Linked DNA regions of Rattus norvegicus: regions 2 and 3 are each linked to region 1. A link is a contact called in public Hi-C data. All regions are on one chromosome and are shown on one strand. Each heading gives the region's core, a stretch centred on a gene start, on an enhancer-like site or on the middle of the called end of the contact. The rest is flanking DNA. Distances are from core to core; before and after follow the strand shown.

Evidence for each region. Hi-C and Micro-C count contacts between places; a contact is called where the count stands out from the background.
Region 2: a Hi-C map of the Rat2 cell line shows a contact between it and region 1, with 2.3 times the contacts expected there. The contact joins two enhancer-like sites.
Region 3: a contact with region 1 is called in a Hi-C map of the A7r5 cell line, with 2.3 times the contacts expected there. The contact joins two enhancer-like sites. A contact is called at or near these places in 2 of 12 Hi-C or Micro-C datasets (the A7r5 cell line and mammary epithelial cells).

Annotation. Positions count from the first base shown.
Region 1 is chr7:96,005,656-96,008,863 of GRCr8, reverse strand. No RefSeq gene overlaps it. Among named protein-coding and RNA genes, the nearest start is that of Pvt1, 460 kb to the right of the region's middle. Within about 2 kb of position 1,608, at least 13 of the 93 cell types and tissues checked have an H3K27ac peak or open chromatin away from gene starts, as enhancers often do. A contact at or near this core is called in the A7r5 cell line, where this site is marked.
Region 2 is chr7:96,207,353-96,210,560 of GRCr8, reverse strand. No RefSeq gene overlaps it. Among named protein-coding and RNA genes, the nearest start is that of Rgs22l, 300 kb to the left of the region's middle. Within about 2 kb of position 1,765, at least 11 of the 93 cell types and tissues checked have an H3K27ac peak or open chromatin away from gene starts, as enhancers often do.
Region 3 is chr7:95,850,191-95,853,398 of GRCr8, reverse strand. No RefSeq gene overlaps it. Among named protein-coding and RNA genes, the nearest start is that of Pvt1, 310 kb to the right of the region's middle. Within about 2 kb of position 1,543, at least 26 of the 93 cell types and tissues checked have an H3K27ac peak or open chromatin away from gene starts, as enhancers often do. A contact at or near this core is called in the A7r5 cell line, where this site is marked.

The DNA.
Region 1 (3,208 bases), core at 359-2,858:
AAAGAGGAATCCTCACACACTGCTGAAAGCAATGGAAACTATGAAATAAAAACGGAGGTTCCTCAACTGATACCATATGACCCAGCTATGCATCTGCTGGGAATATACCCAGAGGATTCTAAGTCCGCATGCCACAGAGCTACCTGAATATTCATGCTTCTTGATGAACCATCCAAAAGATTCAAAATATGCAATTTGTCCCCATGTCCACCAAGAAAAGGTATGCAGGAAAATTAAGGAACATAAACACAATAGAGTTTTATCCATGCACAAAAAGTGAGGTCATGTCATTTGCATGAAAATTGAAGCAACTGGATTATCATCATGACCGAAGTAAACCACATAAAAATACCTATATTTTCCTGTCACATGCAGACTCTATATTATACATACATGTCTGTATATGAGACATCTATGTTATATATACAAAAGGAAGTAGGGAGACTATATGGGAAAGAGACAAGACACAGTAGTAGAGAATAAACATGAACAGAGCACACAATACATGTGAATGGAAATATAATGAATCCCTGTGTATTTGTACAACTAATACATTTTAATAAAAATGAAAGAAGCTACTGCCTTGTGACCCCTTAACCGTGATACCAAGTTCAGTCTCATGGGACTTCACATTGGTCAGTTAGTCATGTGACAGTGGGAAAATCACACAAGACTTGTTGGCAGTGAGAGTGATAAAACTTTTATCCAGGCACCCATCTGATGATGAAATCAAACCATGTGTAGCAGAGCCTGACTGCTGATTCTTGGTGAGAGAGGGGAGGACGCAAGGCTGTGGAGAGGAGCAGTATGTCACCAGCAGAAGCAAGGACACTACAGAGGGTATAAACAGCAGGTATCCCTAGTCATATCCTAATACCATATATCTATTGCAATATGCACCGAGTAGTTCTGGGAGGATGAAAATGAAGGAAGCAGTTAGCTGGGAGATGATGGAATGAGGAAGACTATAGATAGGATCTGAACAAGGCCAGATGGAGTTAAAGGACATCCCTTAAGCAGAGGAGAAGCATGAAGAAAGGAGACAGGGTTGACAGACCACACTGGTATCTCTGGAATCACATCAGCTGCCAGTCTAAAGCCAACGTGTTTCTCTGTTGCCTGTTGCTTACAATTCAACAGTAGCTTTTCTCAAATCATGATCTATTCGCAGCCAGAATCCCTAGAAGTCTGAGAAGTTTGCACAGGCTGAGTTTCTGCTCAGACCTACAAATCCAGAAAAGTTGGCTATAATCCCATTTGGAATTCTCCTGCTTCCAAATGTCTAAGATGACTCTTCCACATGAATATTAAAGCAGGGCATCTAAAACTAAAGGGTTCAAATGTGAGATCATGAAGAATCTTTGCCTGAACAACTTGGATTACAATCAGGGGCCTCGGTTTTCAAAGGCCATTCATAACTGTTATAATAAGCCAAAGAAGTCTGCAACTCTCTAAAAATACAATCAGGCAGGCCATGGAAGTTCAAACCTCAGAAGAGTGGCCAGAGGAAGAATTACAATGAATCACTGGTCTTTCTTTCAGAGGGTGACTTTATTTAGGCCACTAAGCATTGCCAAGTCCAAGGCCTAAAAGAACATCGCAACTCTCAACTCAAGTGTAGCTTACTCAGCTGGCTACAGAGCCAGGAAATTGGCCTGACTCTCTGTGACTCTAACAGTGGAGGCAGGGCTCCAGAGGAGGTGGAAGAAAGAAAGATTCAAGATAGGTCAATTGTGCTGGCCCAGGACTTGCTATAAGGCAACAGTAGTTATTTGACAAAGATGTGATTGACTGAGGCCCAGTCTTGAGGGACTATGCACTAACAAGGAAAGCAAGAACAGGGGCATTTTAAAGTAGAAAGCTGAAACAGAAATGAAGAGATAAATTCTATGTAGGAAGGAAGAAGGAGGTCTGTGGAGGAGGCTGTTGATCTATTGATCTAACGATCTATTTATTGGGCTCAGGGGATTGCAATGGTGAGAGTCAAGGAGTAAGAAGTACAGGCAGAGAAGCATTATTAACTCTCTGCATGGGATGCAGCTACACGGTTTTAGGAAACACTGACGATTCTCATGCAACAAGTGTTTGGACAGTATCCCACAAGAATAGCCAGGAGCTAGGAGAAAGAAGTTAGAAGTAATTCATGGACGCTCTGGATACCAGGTTGAGAAAAGGAGTCACTATTCTGACAACAGAAAAAACTTTATTCCAATAATCTTAGTGAAACGAAGAAGAATGATTTGTAAGGAAAGGGCCCATTCATCAGTCTGTTCCATAGTTACCAACCAATATATGGAACTGGATTGATCTATGGGATTGAATCCCAGAATTGGAAGATCTGTTGGAACAGTTCTGTTTTCCCTCTGACCTTAATACAGCACTGAAGAACTGCTAGTTGTGAAATAAACAACTTTAAATTGATTTGTATGTACAAAGATTAGTTTCCAGCTCCCTTAATTGTCTAGGCAGCAAAGATTAGGCAAGTTTTCCTAGGGCAGTATCACGTGCAAAAAAAGATCAGATAAAGAGCTAAAGAGCTAAGAGAAGAGGAGCCATCTATGGTTTTCACCATCTGAGTTTAATCAGTTTCCATCTGTGCTTCAAGGGTAGTTGATAGATTGATGGTATCTTTTCCAGTTCCTATTCTGCTTCGGGCAATATGATATTGCAACTCTGCCCATCAGAAGAAGAAGCCCACATTCCCAACCTTGCATCTGCTCTGTCCTTAGATCTGACTTTGCGAAAGAAAACATGGAGGAAGTGGAGACCTTGAGCAACCCTTCAGTTGCTTTGAAACTCGAGGACAAGCTTAGACTAGAGTGGTGAAGAACAGGGTAAGTCCTTTCTGAAGCTATATAATGCCCGCCATCCCTTAGTTCCACCAGCTGGCAAGTGACAAAAAGAACAGACAAGACCAGCCAAACCCAACCCAGGATTAGCAGAACTGTCCAGCTTCACTGTAGACTCAAGAAAAATAATAATTACTTTTTAAGCATCAGTGTTGTTGTGGTTTGTTATGAAGTAATAGTTAACTGATAAGGTATGGCTAGCATTTCCCCAGGGAACTTCTAGCTTCCAGCTTCACATGGCAGAGGAATCTAGACCCTATATTTCAAGATGTTGTAGGCCAGATTGTAAAGTGGAAAATGCATCCCAATCTTGTGGTCATTTGACACTAGCTCTTTAATGAGACATTGGAGACCAAAAC
Region 2 (3,208 bases), core at 516-3,015, 200 kb before region 1:
TACATGGACTGATCCTGGACTCTGACCTCATAGGTAGCAATGAATATCCTAGTAAGAGCACCAGTGGAAGGGGAAGCCCTTGGTCCTGCTAAGACTGAACCCCCAGTGAACGTGATTGTTGGGGTGAGGGCAGCAATGGGGGGAGGGTGGGGAGGGGAACACCCATAAAGAAGGAGAGGGGGAGAGATTAGGGGGATGTTTGCCTGGAAACCGAGAAAGGGAATAATATTCGAAATGTAAATAAGAAATACTCAAGTTAATAAAAAAATAAAATAAAATAAAATAAAATAAAATAAAATAAAAAAGAAAGAGGCAACAGTACCTGGGGCTTAGGCCTTGGGTGTTCATCCTCTTTGAGCAAAAAAAAAAAAAAAAAAAAAAAAAGAAGACAGGTGTTCTGACTGTGCTATTCTTACCTACAGTAGTACAAAATAATAGGCATTTTATTGAGAGAACCACGAAACCCCGAGTTACTAGGAACTATCACTGAGATGGATAGACAAACTTCGGGCTGAGCTTTCTACCTCTCTAGCAGACTCAGAAGAAAAACTTTCAGCAACACTTGGAAAGGCATGATTTGTCTTTTCCTAGTCTTATGAAGGCCAATGAGGTGACATGCCATTTGATAGAGAATGACAGAGAATAAGTGTAACCCTCATGTATTTAAAATGTGGTGTTATTAACAGAAAAAATATCTAACTTATCTTAGGAAGTGGAGTACCCTGAAGTCAGTAACACTCTTCGTTTTAAGGAAAGATTCATTCCCCTATGTTTCTGGGCAAAGAGCCTGTATGAATAAGATCATAAATGCCATGGCTACTCTGAGGTCATTGTGAGAAAATAATAGTCCTTGATGATAAAAGAACTGGTTAGTCATTAATTCCAGCCCATTTGCCAACAAAGAAGAAGGGAAAAAAAACATTTGAAAATCAGCAACCACTGTATTCCACTAGGACTGGATTCTTACTGAGATTTGGATCTTCAAAGCCTCTATGCAGCTGTATATCCCCCCCTCCCTTTAATTTCGAAGGAACTTGAAAGAAGTCCTTCTTTCTTAGAATTATTCTTTGTATTCACAGAATAGATCTACCCTTTCACACCACCCTAAGAGAGCCGGCTAGCCAAGCTACTGAAACATGGATGAGAATTATTAATGCAATGCAATGAAAGATAAATGGTCAGGACCGGTGCTGCCACAGCAACGCCTTCCTAAGCCAAACCACAGGTGATGCGTTTGGGTCTCAAGATTGCTGAGAATGTTGGATGGAATTCAGTGCAAGGTTATTTTATTACTACATAAGCAGACCACAGACCATAGTTGTGAAGGACACATAAGACAGGAATCCAGATGAAGACACACTTTCTACCCTTTCCCAGTTAACCACGGAAGTGGCCTCAAGTTGTGAGATGACATGCAGGCAAGAATGAGTATGTTCCAGGAGAAAGGATGAGGAAATGTTCTGTATAATCTTAAGTTTGTGATGAAGGATGGCATAAGTCTACCTTGGCAAATACAGCAAGCCTCCATGGTGTTGCTTCATAGGATCTTAAGTTCTAATGGAATTTCTGTAGGCCTATGTACTCATGATGTTCTTTGCCTAGAATATGTAAGCCCTCTTAGCCTTTGTTTTCTCATTTGTTTTGCACACAAAGTAACGTCTGTCTTGTTGGCTTTGTATCATCCCCTGTGACTCACATGTTTGAAAACTTGGTTCCAGCTGGTGACATGGTTTGGGAAGATTATAGAGCCTCAAGGGAGTGAGGCATTACTGGAGGAGGAAGTGGGTCTTTTGGCTTTCTAGCCTAGATTTCTTCCTGACTATCTGTCCATGCAGTGTGAACCACCACACACACACACACACACACACACACACACACACACACACCCATTGGCTCTTTTTCCAATGCTTTCCTGAGTAAAAAGGAACATATCACCTGGCAAAGGAACTCTTTATTTCTTAAGTTTTCATAGTTGTTTCTTAAACTTTAACACAGCAATAGGGAAAGTAAACTAACATGGCATGATAAATAAATGTCATCATGAGACACAATCTGACACACAGTAGGTGCCAAAACGTGCTTTTACCCAGTCTCCCTTCATTCTTGCCATCAATATCTGTTCATTCACATAGATAAAGAGATCAGGAGTCTAGGATCATAAGGGTATCATTTCACCAAGTTGACAAAGAGAAGACTTTCTGACTACTCAAGGTACTTCCACTTCGACAGGGAAGAGGTCCCATTTAATTTCAGACATCCTCTCAAAGTTCTCACTTTTGCATAGCGCATCCCCTCCAAAAAACAGCATTCATTTGACTTTGGGATGGAAGCAAAACAGCCATTATTGTATCACATCAAAAGGCCTGAAATGGAGACAATCAAAGTCAGGAAGAGCTGTGTCTGTGTCTTAGATGATCTGGAAAGGCTCACCACAGCTCTTTATATATTGCATGCAGTGTCTCAGCCCTCATTTCATATGTTAGGCTGTCTTCTCAATGACATGGTAACATATGCTTTGATCATTGTACTTTAAAATAATTTATTAACTTTTTCACCAAATCAGAGAAGATGTGAGGACTTGATATGAATCACTGATGTCATATTCTATATTTTATACATGAAAATACTTGTCTTCAAGAGAGGCTACAGATCTTAGATATTAACTGGCAAGACAGGAAATCATACACAATCTTTGTGAACCCAACCAAACAGTTATAGCAGTAGCTACCCATAGCTTTTGGAGGTTTCCCTAGCTTAACAACTTTTCCTGGAATAACAAACTGTTTTTCTATGTCAATGCTTTGAAACAGTAATTAGATCTGAGCATTTGCAAATCTCCAGAAACAAAGCAATTTGGTCTGAAAGTATTCTGTTATCACTTTGATATAATTCATAGCTCACTTCCTTTTTATCATGATAAATAAATGTTGATGTTCTTAAATCATTAAAAAAGAAAAGGAAAAAACACAGGCTGATAACTTGTACCTTCCCTATTCCATTCAGGGATATTTGATCCACTGCACAATTGGATCTGAAATAGGAACCAAATATGCCTGATTTCCTATCTGAGATGCATACCATTTAGCATATGTGCTATTGAAGTGAACACTCAAGCATTCTTTACTTAATCAATTGCCAAACTACTTTTTAAAAACTCATGGTGCAAATAGGAGTCACTGATTATGTACCATATACTTTGCTTTATAAA
Region 3 (3,208 bases), core at 294-2,793, 160 kb after region 1:
ATCTGTAGAAGCTACTGAGTGATGTATGAAAGACCAATTGCTATCAGATCATTTTAGGTACTTTACCCGTGCAATATGGCTCTAAAATTCAGGCCCTGGCTTAAAAGTCCTGGCAACACTGGTGGTTGATATTCATTGCTCTTTAGTATATCTATGTGGCCGTGTGGGCATGGATATCTGAATGTGTATATGTGGGTAAACAAGTGTGTATATTGTGCACCTGTGGGTGTGCAAGTGTGTGTCTGGGTAGGCACGTGTGTACATGAGTGTGCTGAATTTGTTTGGCTAAAGAAGTTATTTCTTATCTGTGTGCCACACAACATATCAAGGTTAGGGGACAATTAGGACAAGTCCCTACATTCCAAGGACCTATAACCTACCTCCAGTAGGAAGTAGAAATGAGAGCCTTTGAGTAGTTGCTACAATATGGATTAGAAACTAGTGAAATGATATTCATAATCAGTGCCTGTTCCATAGTAAGAGCTCAGTAAACAAGGGAGATGGAAAGGCAGACAGACAGGCAGACAGATACATATATACACAGAGACACACACAGACACACACAGAGAGACAGAGAGACAGACAGAGACAGACAGAGACAGACAGAAAGGCTGATTATATGATAGTATATTTGGGAAATTATTTAAAAACACATATAGGCATACAACCCTGAGAGGACATCTATTTCAGTCCCCTTACTTTATACTTGAAAAAGTCAACACTATGTCAGAACAAGAGCACAAGAATTCTCTGTCCATGCTCCTCAGGAAGAGATTGACACCAGTAGGACCCCTGGTTTCTGACACCCACTTAGCTCCTTGCTTTTTCTGGGATTTCTCTCCATGTCATAGGCAGCCTTCCAACTGCCCCTCCTCAAATGAAAGGAAATTATCTGTTCTGAACCAAGGAGATTCTTGTGAAAAAAATTCTTGTGAAAGCACCTCCCGTCTGCTTTCCCTCTATCTGCTCATTGATGGAGGTCAAGTAAAGGTCAAGGAATGTTCCGATGACTGGACTTCTGGGTCTCCACACCCAAGAATGCAGCCAAGCTTCAAATAAAGCAGACTGTGCGGACAAGAATTCAGACGGGCTCCCCCAAGTTCCAGGCTTCCTTTTCCTGGTAGAAGCCACCAGCTGTCTTGTTGCTAGGAGACCAGTGTAGGTAGAAAGTACAATAACTATAGTTTTCTAACTTATCTGAGAATGCAGTTTGTCTTTGCTCCCTCGGGGATTCAGCTTCCTTAAGAGCCAGCTATCACAGCCAGACAGAGGGAGACCATTTTTTTTAAATGAAATGGATAGAGCTTTTCCTGGGCATGGAGTGTTATCCAGCAGAGACCTGGGAGCTGCCAATTACTGATGCAATGTTTGGGAAAGAGTTGCTGAGTACACATGACTCAACAAAATATAACAATTTGCGTCCCTATCTCTTGGGAAGTTGTACTTATCAGAACCAATAAGAGCTGTGTGGTCAGTAAGTACACTGAGCTGTATTTATCATGAGGGAATTGAGAAGGAATTAAAGCCCCAAGGATTGTGAGTGGAGGAGATGATTTGAGTCACTATCTGTCCGGGACTTTCCTTTTCAGTGGCATTCCAATTGTACAGACCTCACCCTGGCAAATCATAGCATTGCTCAATATTAAAAACATTTGCCTGGAATGCAGGACATGTGAACTCAGACACCCCCTACAGCTTCACAGTGTGATCCCAGCATGCTGCATTCACTGGAATGGGGACAGTGCCCAGAGGTGACACAAACCACACATAGAAAGGCAAGAGCACAAAGTGTGGCAACAAGACCTTTCCCAGACTTTGCATAGCACTTAACGCCACCCACTGATGACCCTGGCAGAGATGGAAAAGGAGAGTGAACCAGTGTATTCTTTTGCCCTTAGAAGAAAGTAAGAATGTAAATTGATTTCCTCTTTCTCTGGTGGTGTGCTAATTTGTCTGAAGCAGAAAAGTGAAGAAGAAGAAGAAGAAGAAGAAGAAGAAGAAGAAGAAGAAGAAGAAGAAGAAGAAGAAGAAGGAGGAGGAGGAGGAGGAGGAGGAGGAGGAGGAGGAGGAGGAGGAGGAGGAGGAGGAGGAGGAGGAGGAAAAGAAGAAGAAGGAGGAGGAGGAGGGGGAGGAGGAGGGGGAGGAGGAGGAGGAGGAAAAGAAGAAGAAGGAGGAGGAGGAGGAGAAGAAGAAGGAGGAGGAGGGGGAGGAGGAGGGGGAGGAGAGGGAGGAGGAGGGAAGAGAAAGAGGAGAAAGGAAGGGAGGAAAAGAGAAATGGAGGAAGGAGGGAGGGAAGGAATGGGTCATACAATTTACTCCCAGTGAACTTCAGGAGAGGAAATATAATGTCATCAAATTCCCCATCTTCTCTGTGTCTAGGGATCCTCCCAGTTCAGCTGAGACAGTCAAAGTAGCAACCTGTGTTAAACTTGTTAAACTGTAAGTGAGACTATAACTTCACAAACTCAAAGAGCTATTTAATCCATGCAGTGTCTTCCAGAGCTCAGGGTTTTGCCAGTGCAGGGCTAAAGGCAAATAGAACATTCTGACTAACTATAGCAGGTCACTGCCCACCCCCGCCCCCACCATTTTCAAAGTTTCTCTAAGAGAAACTCTCCTCAAACACTTCTGATTGCTCAGGCCAGCTGTCAAAGACGATGCCCTCTTTCACACAGGACAGCAATTAGCCAAAATCATCCCAAATTACTGCCACTGTGAATCTCTAATTGCCCATCTGGGTTTGTGGTTTTGTCTAAAAAAAAAAATCATACAGAAGGGGCAAGTAAAGGGATATGAACTGAGGATTTCTGAGTAAGTGTAAACACGCTTCTTCAGAAGCAGGGGGTCAAGCTCAGGGAGGGCAAAGATATAGACAGAATGTAAAGGTGAACTTTATATCCTGAAACTCTGGAGGAAGTAGAGAAGCATGGGCTCAGAAGACAGGATCATAACCACACTGACCTTGGCAGACCACTGCAGAGTTTTGGTTGTTGACTGACTATGTGACATAGGCATTATAAGAGAATCAAAATGTAGCACTTCTGAAGTTCACTCATACTCATTGTGCATGACCTTAGGTAAGTCGAGACTTCTTCCTTCCTCTTGCCTTTCCCAGATTTGCCATCTTTCGTTCCTCCTGTATTAAATGCCTCTCAAGTTTTTCCTAGGACATTTTTATCCCACTACCCTGATTTGCCCATGTTAATGT